5 separate regions of the Mus musculus genome follow, and all the other regions are linked to region 3. Evidence: chromatin contacts called from public HiChIP or PLAC-seq and promoter capture Hi-C data. All regions are on one chromosome and are shown on one strand. Each heading gives the region's core, a stretch centred on a gene start, on an enhancer-like site or on the middle of the called end of the contact. The rest is flanking DNA. Distances are from core to core; before and after follow the strand shown.

Region 1 (2,703 bases), core at 188-2,687, 350 kb after region 3:
ACCAAAGTCACAAAGCAAAGATTTAGAGCAGAGATGGGAACCAGAGAGGCTCCACATGTGACTGGAAGCTCAACAGTCTCTCACGCCACTGCCACCCAATAATCAACAGAAACTTACAGGAGCCAGTCCCAAGGACCAGAGGCTAGGACGTCCCTGCAGACCCCGCTGGTGTATTCACCACAGCAGGGATAAACCAGCAATTTCCTGAGCTGTGTGCACCCAAGGTCTGGTTGGAAATGCCAGAAAGACTCAGTCAGAAAAGGTGGGTTCTACCTCATCACTTGAGTGTATCTGTCCCCCTCCTTTGAGACCCTACAGCCCCTCATCCCGACTTCTGTCACTTCCCGAGTCTGTTTACGCTACCATCTCCTCTCCCACTCCCCTCACTGCAGGGACATGACTGGAGACATCTTTATAGCCATAAGGCTGGCCCTCTCGCCCAAGTCCTCCATTAACCACTGGGGAAATAAAGACCCAAAGGAAGAAAACTTGTCCAAGGTCACATCCAGTCAGCTACATGCACCCCTCCCAGTCGGTACTCCTCACCCCTGAGCTGCCTCCTACACGGCAGTGACATCCCAGTGGGTGGGTCGACAGCACCTTGCTTCCACTCCATCAATTCCAGCAGAAGCCTGCACGGTGCCTGAGTGAACTGCTATGCTCTGAGGTCTCAGTTTATTTGAGGTGGTAATGGGTTGGGAGGCAAACGCGCCTGGATCAATTATTTCTCTATTTATTTGATCAGCTTGGGCTAAAACAGCGCCCATCTCAGCCCAGACCACCCACAGTCAGCTTTTTCCTAGAACGGACACCAAAACTAACCTGGGTGACCTTCTACAAGCGCCTTCGTCTTGTCGTCCCTCGGATCCTTGTCTGTGAAATGGGTCGGTCGGCCTCCGCAGCCCATGCCCTCTACCCACCACAATTACCGTATTTGCCCTGAGCTTGAAAACTCTCAATTAACCAACCACTGCCCCCGATCTCGGGCACTGCGGAGCGGACCAGGAACACCAGCCCTCTCTAGAAACAGTGCTGGAGGCTGGAACCACACAGTCGAGGACCGAGTCTGCGCCCCTCCGCGCCACCCTCTCCTCCGCTCGAGCAAGGAGTCCGCTGGACGCCCGGCGCGAGCCTGCAGGAGACCCGGCGCGCAACAGGGCCGGGTTCCCGCCACCGTCCGGCCTCCTGGGCGGCCGGGCGCCGCCAGGGCCCAATATTCAAGGTCCCTCTGGGGCATGGAGCCCCCGGTGCACCGGGTTCCTCCAAAAAGGACAAGACACTCCCTGCAGGGGTGCCCCCCGCTGGGGAAGAGCCCCCTCAGGCACCTCTCGGCCTCCGTACCTGACCAGAGCTGCCTCCCCCGGCCGCCACCACGGCGCTGCCGGCCCCGTCCGCCTCCTGCGCCGCCGCCATCTTCCTGCTCCGGGTCCCCGCCCCCGCCGCCAGCCCCGCCCCGTCCCCGACGGCGCCAGCGCGATCGCGCGAGATTTTACGCTTAACCCGTCCCCACCAGGCTTCCGTATCAGAATGGAGCGCCTCAAGCCACGCCCTCTTGAAGGACCAACTAGGCCACCGTACTCGACGTCCGCCCCTTTCACCGCAATTTGGTTGTTTTGGTCTAGCAGGGAGTGACTTCTCCGAGTGCTTGAACTTTCTATAGCAGGAAATGCTCTTTTCATGGGTTCTACTTGTTACACTCGGCCAAGGTGGATGGTTATTTTTTTGATTGTATGGTCTTCCCAAGCAATTCCACCGCAGTTCGGATGGCCGTTTCTTCTCGGGTTTTACAAAGTCGATGGTTTCGGAGCTTTTCCGGCCACCGTAGCGATTCGCTAGAGCCACGCCCCTCTTGAAGAGAAAACCCCTCTCTGGCTGCGGATTTTCGACCTAAGGGGTGGTCATTACTTTGTTCTTTTCGCTTCTGATGCGATTTCCTTGTCTTAAGCTTTCGTCATCAACCCTCGGAGACTGTAGTTCATCCTTAGGCCGTATCTGCTTTCTTACGGACACCACACCTGGAAATGGGACCCTAGTCACTTTTTTCAAATAAAGACTCGTTTATTTGTTTTATGTACACGAGCACTGTATCTTTATGTCAGCAGAGGGCATCAGATCACCTTATAGATGGTTGTGAGCCACCGTGTGGTTGCTCGGAAGTAAACTCGGGACCTCTGGAAGAGCAGATATGCTCTTAGCCGCTGAGCCACCTTCATCCCGGACCTTAGCCGCTTTTAGGCCGCTTAGTTTAGCACTCGTCTTCCATTAGGGGTCTGTGCTTTCTTGCAAACCTCGAATCTTTAAACACAAAGACAGGATCTCATTCTGTAGCCCAGGCCGGCCTCAACTCCTGATCCTCCTGCCTCAGCCTCCAGAATACTGGGATTAAAACATAACATACATGAGAGTAATAATCCTATTTTCTCCTTTTGTTTGTTCGTTTTGATGGGTAAAGGGAAAGGTCTTGAAATGAAGCCCTGGCTGTGGCAAGCATAGAACTTGCGGCATCTTCTAGCCTCATCCTCAGGAGTGCTAGGAGTGCTATCGGGGATTACAGGTTATGTCTCAGCACATTAAACAAGTGAGAGACCAATTCCTTTGGGTTCAGACTCCATCTCAGAGAATCTGACTTAAGATTGAACTCAAGTAAACTAACAGGCCGGTACCTAGCACTAGTTCTAGGCTACACCGCAACAAGAGCTTGAA
Region 2 (2,700 bases), core at 197-2,696, 440 kb after region 3:
CAGGAGTTGGGACTCTTAGCGCTCCAGCCCCGCCCCGCCCCTCCCAAACTAGGTGAAAGCGATACCGGAAAACTTCCCCAGGGACGTTGCCACTCACAAGGAAAGGGGGAAGGGGAGGAAAACTGCAAACCTCCCGGGCTCTGACTCTACCTGGGACACAGCCGACTAAGTTCCCAATTTCAGGCTACGTCTTTAAGCCTTTGATTATATTTGGGGGCAGAGGGGTAAAGGTCAGAGTCCCTTGATCATTAAATTCCATTGCCTACAGCTAAATCCGAACCTGCCAAGATAGTGCCTCTGGACCCTAACTGCACCTGGACCCCAGCGAGCAGAGCTCTTTGCCCACAGTTAAACCCAAGACCCACAAGTTTGAACCCCTTTTCTCCAATTCTATCTAGACCCGGGTTAGGCTCGCCTTCTGAGATCCTGGAGGCAGAACCTCTTAATTTTCCCAGAACCCAGGGGTCAGTGTCTGTAAACTCCCTGAGGCTTGCACTCCAGACTCACACCCTTCCTGCCCCTGAGTGCCCCCAACTCTCATCATTGGTTTGCCAAGGGCTCCCAAAGACCGAACTCATCCCCCCCCCAACACACACTCGTCTTGGGAACCTCGACTGTGGGTCCCCTCGCGCCCAATTCTCCCCGGGCCTCGGATGCCCAACCCAACAAGAAGGAAAAGAAAAAAAAGGGGGGGGGGTGTCGTCCCTCCTCACCATCACGACCCTCCAGCTAGTGTGAGTGGGGGGAACATTCTCCACATTCCTGAGGGGGGAGAGCAGAGACGGAAATCCAGATTCCGGATAAGTGATCAGCACAGGATGGGGAGGATTTAACCCTTTCCACGCCGAGGGAGGTGGAGGGGGTCAGAAACCCGGGTTAGAATGGACACTTGTGATTACGCGAGGTGCAGAGAGGGAGGTTAGGAGACTCGGAGAGAGAGCCCGGTGTGTTGCGAGAATCTCGATCAGTAGGGCCAACCTAGAAGGGGGCACGAGGGAAAGGGGCCTCGGGGAGCTGGGAGTGAGGTGGGGGACGATGCCCCGTTCCCTCCCTTCTGAGGACTGACGAAGGCATCCGCGCGTTTTCACCTGTTTCCTGAAGCAGGAGCAGTAGCAGCGGCAACAACGGCAGCGTCGGTGACAATCTGGACGGCGGGAGGACTGCGGCCCGGGCCATGGGGGGCCCGGGGAGGGACTGGGCCCGGGCAGGGGGTGCCTAGGGACCACTCTTCGTGTACCGATCGGCTGGGAGGGCAGTCAGGGGTCTGAAGTGTCCGGCTCCAGGCCGGCTTCCGCCGCTCACGGCTCCCCGGATCAGTTCGTTCGGCCCAGCTTTCCCTCGCCTGGCTCTCAGGATCCGCGCCCCCCGGCCCCTCGCTTAGCTCCAGCGGGCCGGACTCATGACGTCACAGGCCCCGCCCCTCTTCGCCAAGCCGATCCTAGGGCTCAGGCTCCGCCCCTCTCAGGGCTAAGACCCCGCCCATCCCGCGTCCCACACCTGTCTGGCCCCACGATTCTATCTCCGCCTTCTCCTGGAATTAACTATTTGACCACGCCCACTCGACATGGAGCCACGCCCACACACAACCCGGGAAGACCCACTGCGCCCCCTACTGGTCACTCTAATGAGACGCGGTCACACCCCCTTCTAAACTTCCGGTCGCCTCCCACCAGGAGAAGCCATGCCTTCTCGCCCAGACCACGCCCCACTGCCCTCTGGTTAGCCTGAGTATGTGGGCTCTCATAGGGCCTCCCTTCCTGAGGCACCGCCCCTTGGTGAGGCCACACCCCTGTCCCAGCCTTTCTCCTAGTCCTGCTGCTGTGGTAGGTCGGGGTCACTTCTTAGTGGACCCCATTTCTTTCTGATCTCTGCCCTGGGTTCTCGTGTCGCCGCATCATTTCTTTCCAGATTTCTCCTCTTTCTCTACCTCTGAGTCTCCCTCCGCATCCCCATGTTTCTCTGTGGCTCTGCTCTGGTGTTTCTTTGTCTGTCCATGTGCCTATGTCACTTAGTCCCCGTGTCTCGTTGCATTCCTTTGACTGTGTGCGTCTCTCTTTGCGTCCCTGTCACTTTCTGTTTCTTGTCTCATAGTTTTTTTCTGTGTCACTCTTAATATTCCTGTCCCTGCATCTGGCCTCTGCGTCCCTCCCACCCAGTATCCTTTTTTTATATCGCAGCCTTCCGCGAGGGGGCAGCATAAACCAACCCAGCAGGCCGAACCCCGCTGGGTGGGGCTGGACCAGTCAGTCTGTCCTCTGGCCCTACCAGTCCCTTCCGGTTGTCCTTGTCCCACTTTCTCTATCTCACCAGAATCCTGTGGTCTTTGTGGCTGGTTTTGAGGCGGCCCTTTTGTCTCTTCGTAGACGCTCCACCCTCCCCACCCCCACCCGCCTTTTCACATTCCCAGGGCCGCCGAGTGGAGCTAATGAGAAGGTCCACTTGTTGGGGATGGGGGAGGGGAACAGGTACTCCGCTGCTGAAGTACCTGACAGCCAAATCCTCCCCAAGGGCCAGGCATTTGGGGGTTTCTTGTGAGAGAGCCACCTGGGCTGGGGTAGGGCCCCTTCTCCACCGGCCACATACATGAAGCCCCTCTCCCATGTGGCAAGGCCCAAGGAGTGGACCCTGGCTCTGACCAACTTGCTTTCCACTCTTGTTAATGCTCCTATTTGTTTGCTTGCTGATTATTTTGTGTGTGTG
Region 3 (2,823 bases), core at 19-2,518:
CGCGTCAGCCTTTACGCACGGGTCCCCCGTTACGTCTCCGCGCAGGAGGCGGAGGCAGCGTGACCGGGGTTCGAGGCCCTAACTCTTGCTGGGTGGAGGGTGACTGCGGACTTGCAGTCCGCGTTTTGAAGGAAGAGGGAAGAGGAGGAGGCTCCTGGAAGCTTCTCTGGAATTTTTTGTTTCTTTTTCTTCCCCTACTTGCCTAGCTTCGGCTTAGGGAGCCGGCTTTCGGCTAAAAGTTCTCAGCTTCTGCTAACCACCGGGTATATACTTTGCACCGGGCATCGCCAACGTTTGCCCAGCTGCATTCCTTTCCCGCGCTCCGCGCAAATAACCTTTTGCAAACATCACTCCATTCTTTGCAGTTTGCAAACAACAAAAAACCAAAGTGCAAACCGAACTATTGCAATCCCAGATCCTGGGTTTTGGCGCGTCTCTATTTGAGAGGATGCTCAATCTACACTTTAGCCTGAAAGAAACACCCCCCCCCCCAACCACTAAAGTAGAATCTTTACGATCTAAAACTTACCTGGGAGGCGGCGGCGGTGGGTGGACTGCCGAAGGAGTCCACCGAAGACAGGTACTGAGACTCGGCGGAGGGTGATGAGCTACACCGGGAGCCGGAGTCGTAGTCTCCGGGAAAAGCTTGAAACATTTCCCTGGGCACAGGGGGGCCCCTGTGACCACGCTGAGGTCGCCGGGAAGCCAAGGCTATGGCCGAGTGGAATGAGATGCGAGTCCGGAGTAGACCGGACACGTCTCCAAAGTGCGCTGCTCGGGGAAGCTTAGTCTCCGGTTCGGAGAACTGCCCAAGTTTCGATGCAAGTTCCCTCTGCAAGATCCCAGATCCCCTTCAGACCGCCGCTGTACCTCCTGAAAGTCCAGGCTCTGTCGGTTTCACGGGGGGCGACGCGGGGATCGCTCCCCGCCCAGAAACCCGCCGGGCAGTGCCGCGGTGCAGCGTGCGCTTCAGATGCAGTTCCAATCCTGTCGAAGCGTCCCAAGAAATGAGGGAGAGCAGAGGGGCGCGATCCAGAAGCCCACAGAAAGAAAGTCTATCCTCCGGACGAATCGGAAGAACGATCTAGAAAGAGTCTTGCAAAAAGGAAACCCACAAAACTTTCTCTCCAGTTTAAAAATATATATAAATATATATATATAAATTTTTCACGGCCTCCAAGAAGAAGAAAAAGAAAGAGTCACCAGTAGTCAAGTCCAGCAAGCCCCGGCTCCGCGTGTCCCCGGCGTAGCCGCTCCAGTCTTATGAATGAAACCGGGAGCTGCCGGGCTGAATTTATGCCTCCGGGACCCGCCCCCGCGCTTGCGTCACCCGCAACTCCATGCACAAACCTCCCAAACTCTCCCTTCCCGCCGACTGAGCTCCTTGTGGCGCCCTCCAGGGCCTCGTGCACCTGCCACCTGCCCATAGTGTGACCCTGGGGGTCTCGGGGGTCCCCAAGGCTGCGTTCTGAGGGGCTTCGCGGGAGGGGATCCCGCCCCGCCCTCCCCGGAGTTCCTGTGACGCAATTAGCCATATAAGGAGCTCGGCCAGCGCGGCCCAGTGTTTGTTTGGTATCCTAGCAATTACGTCAGAGGGAATCCCTCGCTCCTGCGCGCGCCCGCTGTTGCGCTGTGCGGAACCCGCCCGCGCCTGCGCAGTTCCACGCTGTCCCGGAGGCTGAGATTGACAGGCGCCTAAACTCCCTCAGAAGGCCCCTGCTGACCCGGGTTGGAGAAGGTGCAACTCCAGATCCCAGGTCTGCTTATACCCCTGGGACCCCACCCTCCCCAAACCGGTGCAGCGCCCCTGCTGGTGAAAAAGAGCAAGGTCCCCAGTGCAGATTCTGGCGAGAGGGGTATAATCAGTCTAGGTGGGGAAACTGAGGCTCAGGAGGAATTGGAGAGTCTGTGATATCTCCAGGTGTAGGGATGGGTAAGGATGCAGTCCCCTCCCCACTAGCTTTGTCACGGATTCTGTGTGACTCGGTGAGCTTGGAAAATGTGCTCCCTCCCTGATCTAAAACTTCAGTACTCATAGCTAAGCAAAGGATAGGTGGCTTTTCCGGGTCCCTGAATCTGGGGGACCTGCAGAATTGGAGCAGGTAGGAACCCACACCCGGTGAGTTCTTCAGGCTTGATGGTGTTGGAAGCCTCTCCTTCCCACTTAGCTCAGGAGACAGAAAAGAAAGTGTGTATACAATAATAATTGAACAATAATAATTGGTGGTGTCTGGTGGTGGTGGCAGCTGCGGCAGCAGCACACATCTTTAATCCCAGCAGAAGCAGGGAGATCTCTGTGAGTTCGAAACCAGCTTGTTCTACAGAGTGAGTTCCAGGACAGCCAGGGCTACACAGAGAAACCCTGTCTCGAAAAATAAATAAATAAAATACTAGTGCATTAATATAATCGGTGGCATGTGTTTAGCAATCAGCAGGTATCAGCCCCAGCAAGATGGTTCACAGGTAAAGGAGCTTGCTACACATACCTGACAACCTGAGTCCCATCCCTGGGACTCACGGTGGAAGAAGAAAAATGACTCCTAAAAATTGTTCTCTGATCTCCACATGCATGCAAAGACAGAAAACAACCAGTACTCATATGTAGTAATAATAATAATAATAATAATAATATCAATATTAATGATTTAAACAAAAGGGGATGTGAGGGCGGGAATGTAGCTTAAAGTGGAATGAATGTCTAGCATGTGTGAAGTCCTGGGTTCTATCCACATCCAGAAGGAAAGAATATATATACACGTATTGTGAACATCCCCTCCCCCTATTGTGAACATCCCCTCCTCTTTCTACCCTTTGCCCTCCTCC
Region 4 (2,700 bases), core at 151-2,650, 290 kb after region 3:
GACTAGGATTGTGAGGAAAAAGAGCTCTTGCCTTGACACACCTCCAAGCCCAGGGCCCTTCCCTCTGGAGCCCGCCCGCCCCACACTCAAGTCTGCTCACTCACAATCTTCTCATAGTACTCCCGACGCCGCTCCGCCCTCTTCTTGTAGTCCACCATCATGCCTCGAAGTTTCCGCTCATGCTTCCGAGCCTCGTGCCACATGGTGCTGAGGCTTCTGCCTGAGGGAGGAGGGCACCAGACATGTCAAAGGGACTATAAAGACCACGTGGGTAGAGTTACAGTCCTCTGACATGTTGGGGTTGATCCTGATGGACTAAATTCCAAGTCCCATGGCTTCAGGGGAGAGAGAGACCCTGCTGCAGACCAGGACGCTGAGTGCACAAAAGGACTCCTAACAGTCCTGTGGCAGTAGCTCCAGAACTATGAGAAAGCTCTCTGTGACCTAGGTAAGATCTTCTCCTGGGAAAAAAAATCCTCCTAGATTCTGCTCGCTAAAGTCCATATGAAAGACTATAGAGTAGATAGCCTTTGGAAGGCTGATGCAGAACTGTCTTGAGTTCAAGGCCAGCCTTGGTTACACTGTCCAGTGTAACCTAAATATGGAGATCCTACTTTAATTAAAAAAAAAATGGCTGGGAGTGATGGTGCATGCCTTGAATCTCAGCAGTGGGAAGGCAGGACAGGCAGATGTCTGAGTATGGAGCCAGCCTGGTTTATGTACTAAGTTCCAGGCTAGCCAAGGCTACATAGTGAGATGCTGTCTGGAAAAATAAAAATGGAATTTTTGAAATAAAAGGAATGTCTGAAACCGATCCGTAGCTGCCAGGGCTGGGCTCACAAGAACCCCTAAGATCCCTCTGCAGGAACCATGCATGGTACGGGAGGGGGGTGCAGCAGTGTTGTAAGGTAGGTTAGTGGAGAGAGGCAACAGCACAGCCCAGACACGCTTGGGGAGGGGGGTGAGGCCAGGTGAAGGGCGTGGACAGAGGATGAAGATGGTCAGGCGGCTGAGCTCTAAAGGAGGGACGTGAAGCCGGCCAGGCAGGCTAAAAAGAGAGAGTGCGGCCCTGGGCCGGAGCGATGGGTGAAAGACAGGGACGGAGCTGCGTCTGGGGACCAGGGTCCGTGCCGAACCCCAAAGCCCGGATTCGGGCCTGAGGAGGGGCGAGGGGCGCAGCCTGAGGCCTGTCAGGGCGGAAGCAGGCGGGGCCGCCGTCGGGGCCCGGCGGACACCCACGGTGATCTCCGGAGCGCCTCGGACAAGGATGAGGTCGACTGCCACCGCTCGGAAGCCGGGAGGTCGGGGTCGGATGCCTGCACTCACCGGCCAGTCGCCGCCTCCCACTGCTGCGCTCGCGCGCGCTCACGACCCACACCGGAAGCGGAAGTGAGAGGTTGAGCGAAGGAGAGAGGCGGCGCTGCACAAAAGGCACTTCCGCGGTCGAGAGGAAGGGCTCTGGGATGTGGGCGTGGCTCTCGCGATTATGGGCGGGGCCTGCAGGGTGGCACCATCTGGGACCTGTCCTAAAAGTGAGAGCTTAAGTAGAGGAACCCAGAATTCCAGACACGTTTTGTTGTTGTTTTTAAAGATTTATTTCTTTTAGGGGCTGGAGTGGTGACAATCGATTGAGAACTGGAAGCTCTCGCCAAGGTCCTGAGTTTAATTGCCCGCACTCACATAGGGCTCACAACCAGTCTCTTTTTTTTTTTTTTTTTTTTTAAAGATTTATTTATTTATTATATGTAAGTACACTGTAGCTGTCTTCAGACATTCCAGAAGAGGGAGTCAGATCTCATTACAGATGGTTGTGAGCCACCATGTGGTTGCTGGGATTTGAACTCTGGACCTTCGGAAGAGCAGTCGGGTGCTCTTACCCACTGAGCCATCTCACCAGCCCAACAACCAGTCTCTTAACTGTAGTCCTATGGGATCCAGTGCCCTATTCTGATGTGCATACATGCCGAGAAAACACCCATATGCATAAAATACAAAAATAGAAAAGTCTTTTTAAAAGATTTATATTGCCGGACAGTGGTGGCACACGCCTTTTAATCCCAGCACTTGGGAGGCAGAGGCAGGTAGATTTCTGAGTTCGAGGCCAGCCTGGTCTACAAAGTGAGTTCCAGGACAGCCAGGGCTACACAGAGAAACCCTGTCTCGGAAAAAAAATATTATGTGTATGCCTGAAGGTGTATGTTTCTCTGAGATGTATACACACACATATATATTATATAATTTTATTTAATCCTATATGTACATATATATGTATACATATATGTACGTGTATATGTATATATAAATATATATGTATACACACAGACATATATGTGGGATTAATAAAAATTATCTGTAGGTTGTGTTCAGTTAATTCAACAATAGCAGGCTAGGAACAGAAAGGCCAAGAACTCAGTAGATCAGTAGATGCTCGGGCTACAAGGCTGGATGCCTCAGCTGGTCTTCAGTATACACTAGAACCACAGAGAAGGCTCTAACGCCAGTGAAGGAATGGACTTGCTAGCAAGACGATGGCAAGCAGGCAAATACCTAAAGCTTCCTTCTTCCACATCCCTATATACAATCCAGCAGAAATCGTGGCCCAGATTAGAGCTGGATTAAAAGTGTGTCTTCCCATCTCAAGATCCAGATTAGAAATTGAGCTTCCAGGGGCTGGAGAAATGGCTCGGCGGTTAAGAGCAC
Region 5 (2,786 bases), core at 64-2,563, 490 kb after region 3:
CAGCCTGGTCTACAGATCGAGTTTAAAGGCCAGCTGGAACTACATAAGAAAGAAAAAAAGAAAGGAAGAAAGAAAGGAAGAAAGAAAGAAAAAAGAGATATGTATTTTCATTATATATACACACACACATACATACATATATATACACATATATATGCACATGTGTGTCTCTATATATTATACTATATATATATATGTGATATATATATTTATTTATTCAGGCAAGTCACAACAAGGCTAGGGAGCCAGACCCAAATCACCAGTTTAGACCTTGCTCTGGGTTCCAGCTCCAGTTCTATGCAGTTGTCCCACAAGCCAGAGGGCAGGCACGTCTAAGATCCTTGGAACAGACATCTTTGCTGGAACCCAGACAGGTGGAAGTGGAGGTGGGAGTGGGGGCTGGCCTGTTTCTCAGGCTGGACAGGTGGGTCCAACTCATCCTGCCTCCCCAACAGGAAGTTTGCTCTTTTATTTTTTGTTGTTGTTCCGAGACAGGGTTTCTCTGTGTAGCCCTGGCTGTCCTGGAACTCTTTGTAGACCAGGCTGGCCTCGAACTCAGAAATTCGTCTGCCTCTGTCTCCCAGTGGGATTGAAGGCGTGCGCCACCACTGCCCAGCTGAAGTTTGCTCTTCTAGGAGAGACACACGCCTGCACCCCAGGTTCAAGCTGATCTACAAAAGGAAGAAAGGGGGCCTGGAGGCAAGGGTGCTTAAAGGGGGGAATAATGGGGAGGAAGGCTGGACCTGTACTCCTGGGTCTGATGGAATAAAGGGTCTTGACTTTTGGGTCTGATTGAGGAGAGTTGAAGCTTGTACTTCTGGGTCTGAAGGAGGAGGGTGGAACCTGGACCCCTGGGTCTGAGGGAACAGGCGGCTGGTGGCACACAATCCGGAAATCACTAGTTTGTGACTTGTCTCTGAGGTAGGTTAGCGCTCACCTGAATCTGGAGCCCTCCCGGAAAACATCCTGGTTCACGTCCTTTTTGCCTCGGGGTGGCAGGAGCTCCGCCACCTGCCTGCCTTTGACCTCCAGATTGGCCAGGTAGATGGCCAGAAAGTCATCGGCGCCACCGGGACCCTCGGGGTCTTCCCTGGCCTCGCGCCGGGCCTTTGCCACCTCTCCAAGTAGCTGCGCGGTGCGGGGCAGCAGGTCCCGCAGGGACGGGGGCCCCGTGACCATCCTGGGATCCCTGCATTGCTCTTCTAGGCGCTGGAGCAACTTCACCGCCCGGCTAAGCGCGCGTGGCTCGCCCCGCTGCCACCCTCGCGGGGCTGCCGCCGCAGCCATGGGTCCCTCGGGTGGCTTGGGACTGGGACGGAGGGGTGTGGCGGGGAAAGGCTCCAGGTAGGGGCGGGACCAAGAGGGAGCAGGGGGCAGGTCCTGGAGGACCAGGAGGGGACTGTAGGTAAAAGGGGCCGGCCTGGAGAGTCTGAGGGAGGACGGCTGAAGCTGGACGCCTGTAGAGTCTGAGGGAGGAGAGCTGGGACTAGACCCCTGGGTCTGAGAGAGGAGGGCTAGAGTCTGGATTTATTGGTGTTGAGAAAAGAGGTGGTTCCGCAAGTAGGGCTCTGGGACAAGGCACCCTTTCATGAATTGTGGCTGAAGCTGTCAGTCTTTCTTCATAGGGGAGTCAGAGAGCTGAGTCTTCTAAGAACAGAAAGTCAAGTAGTTACTCTATGTCCCCGAGGTAAGGTACTAGAACCACCGGAGTTCGGGCTCCCGTGGCAGGTAAGGGAAATTTAGTTACAGTTTAAGTACCCAGATTTTCAAAAGAGGTGAAAGGGGTGTGGCGGAAAGTGGCGTTCAGGAATGCACAGGGCTGCAGGAAGTGGCTGCCGGGCAGGTTTGCACCCCAACCTGCCAGACCTGTAGGTCCGCCCTGATTATGCTTCAGACAGCCACCAGAGGGCGCCGTGGACACGGTTCTCTCTGCCCCAGGGCACCCAGGGCATCCAGCAAGCCAGCCACCACCCCAGCTAGGCCCGGTACTGACTCCTCAGCCTGCCTGCTCTCTCACTCTCTCCTTCTCCCTTCCTCTCCCTTCCTCTCCCTCCCTGTTTGGCAAAAACTCCAGATCCAGGAGATCTGAAGCCTCTGTCCTCTGAAGACACCCTGGGTAAGCACACACACACACACACACACACACACACACACACACACACACACTTTGTTGTTCTAGCTTTGTTTTTTTAGACAGTATCTCACCATACAACCCTGGGCGTCCTGGAACTCTCTCTGTAGACCAGGCTGGCATCAAGCTCACAGAGATCTGTCTGCCTCTGCCTCCCAAATGCTTGGACTAAAGGCACGGGGCATGCCTGGTACAATATCTTTTATTATTAAAAAAAAAAAATCCCAGCACGATGGAGTCAGAGGGAGACTAATTTCTGATTTAGAGCCAGCCTGGTCTACACATTGAGAGTTCCAGGTAAGCCAGAGTTACACAGAGAAATCCTGTCTCCAAAACAAACAAACAAACAAACATAAAAAATTGAAGTTGAATGTGTTTTCAGATAATTTTAAACCTAATTATTCAGGAAGAAGAGAACAAAGATGTTGAATTATGGTCCAGCCTGGGCTACAAAGCAAGGTTCTGTTTCTAACAACCGAACGGGGTTGGGAATTTGGCTCATTGGGTGAAAGTGCTCCTCACCAATCCTGACAGCCTGAATTTGGTTCTCAGAACCCACAGAGTGGCAGGAGAGAAGGGAGTAATATGAGCTGTCCTCTGACCTCCACATGTGTCCACAGTCATGCACGCACGTAAATAAACAGACATAAACCCA

Evidence for each region. Promoter capture Hi-C pulls out the DNA fragments that hold promoters and counts their contacts. HiChIP or PLAC-seq counts read pairs in DNA pulled down with a chosen protein or histone mark.
Region 1: a promoter capture Hi-C map of pre-B cells shows a contact between it and region 3, with 4 times the contacts expected there. The contact joins the promoter of Clptm1 here to the promoter of Fosb in region 3. A contact is called at or near these places in 5 of 39 promoter capture datasets (the C10 cell line, liver, pre-B cells and 1 more) and 3 of 115 datasets of contacts at active chromatin or transcription factors (bone marrow-derived macrophages, embryonic stem cells and pancreatic cancer cells).
Region 2: an HNF4G HiChIP or PLAC-seq map of pancreatic cancer cells shows a contact between it and region 3. The contact joins the promoter of Nectin2 here to the promoter of Fosb in region 3. A contact is called at or near these places in 1 of 39 promoter capture datasets (cranial neural crest) and 3 of 115 datasets of contacts at active chromatin or transcription factors (embryonic stem cells and pancreatic cancer cells).
Region 4: a contact with region 3 is called in a promoter capture Hi-C map of liver. The contact joins the promoter of Clasrp here to the promoter of Fosb in region 3. A contact is called at or near these places in 8 of 39 promoter capture datasets (the C10 cell line, cranial neural crest, embryonic stem cells and 4 more), 1 of 484 Hi-C or Micro-C datasets (embryonic stem cells), 3 of 115 datasets of contacts at active chromatin or transcription factors (bone marrow-derived macrophages, effector CD8 T cells and embryonic stem cells) and 1 of 9 other capture datasets (pancreatic islet).
Region 5: a contact with region 3 is called in an HNF4G HiChIP or PLAC-seq map of pancreatic cancer cells. The contact joins the promoter of Cblc here to the promoter of Fosb in region 3. A contact is called at or near these places in 3 of 39 promoter capture datasets (embryonic stem cells, liver and maxillary cranial neural crest) and 2 of 115 datasets of contacts at active chromatin or transcription factors (bone marrow-derived macrophages and pancreatic cancer cells).

Annotation. Positions count from the first base shown.
Region 1 is chr7:19,663,593-19,666,295 of GRCm38.p6, forward strand. It overlaps Clptm1 (cleft lip and palate associated transmembrane protein 1), which reads right to left and starts at 1,438. Exons shown (of 14, transcript NM_019649.2): 1 at 1,342-1,438. The coding sequence starts at 1,413.
Region 2 is chr7:19,748,127-19,750,826 of GRCm38.p6, forward strand. It overlaps Nectin2 (nectin cell adhesion molecule 2), which reads right to left and starts at 1,447. Exons shown (of 9, transcript NM_008990.3): 1 at 1,089-1,447. The coding sequence starts at 1,176. It overlaps Gm34744 (a long non-coding RNA gene), which reads left to right and starts at 1,444. Exons shown (of 3, transcript XR_881878.3): 1 at 1,444-1,823.
Region 3 is chr7:19,308,777-19,311,599 of GRCm38.p6, forward strand. It overlaps Fosb (FBJ osteosarcoma oncogene B), which reads right to left and starts at 1,269. Exons shown (of 4, transcript NM_008036.2): 1 at 530-1,269. The coding sequence starts at 655.
Region 4 is chr7:19,603,086-19,605,785 of GRCm38.p6, forward strand. Clasrp (CLK4-associating serine/arginine rich protein) reads right to left here and starts at 1,401. Exons shown (of 21, transcript NM_016680.5): 1 at 1,327-1,401; 2 at 105-220. The coding sequence starts at 203.
Region 5 is chr7:19,795,496-19,798,281 of GRCm38.p6, forward strand. Cblc (Casitas B-lineage lymphoma c) reads right to left here and starts at 1,314. Exons shown (of 12, transcript NM_023224.5): 1 at 938-1,314. The coding sequence starts at 1,287.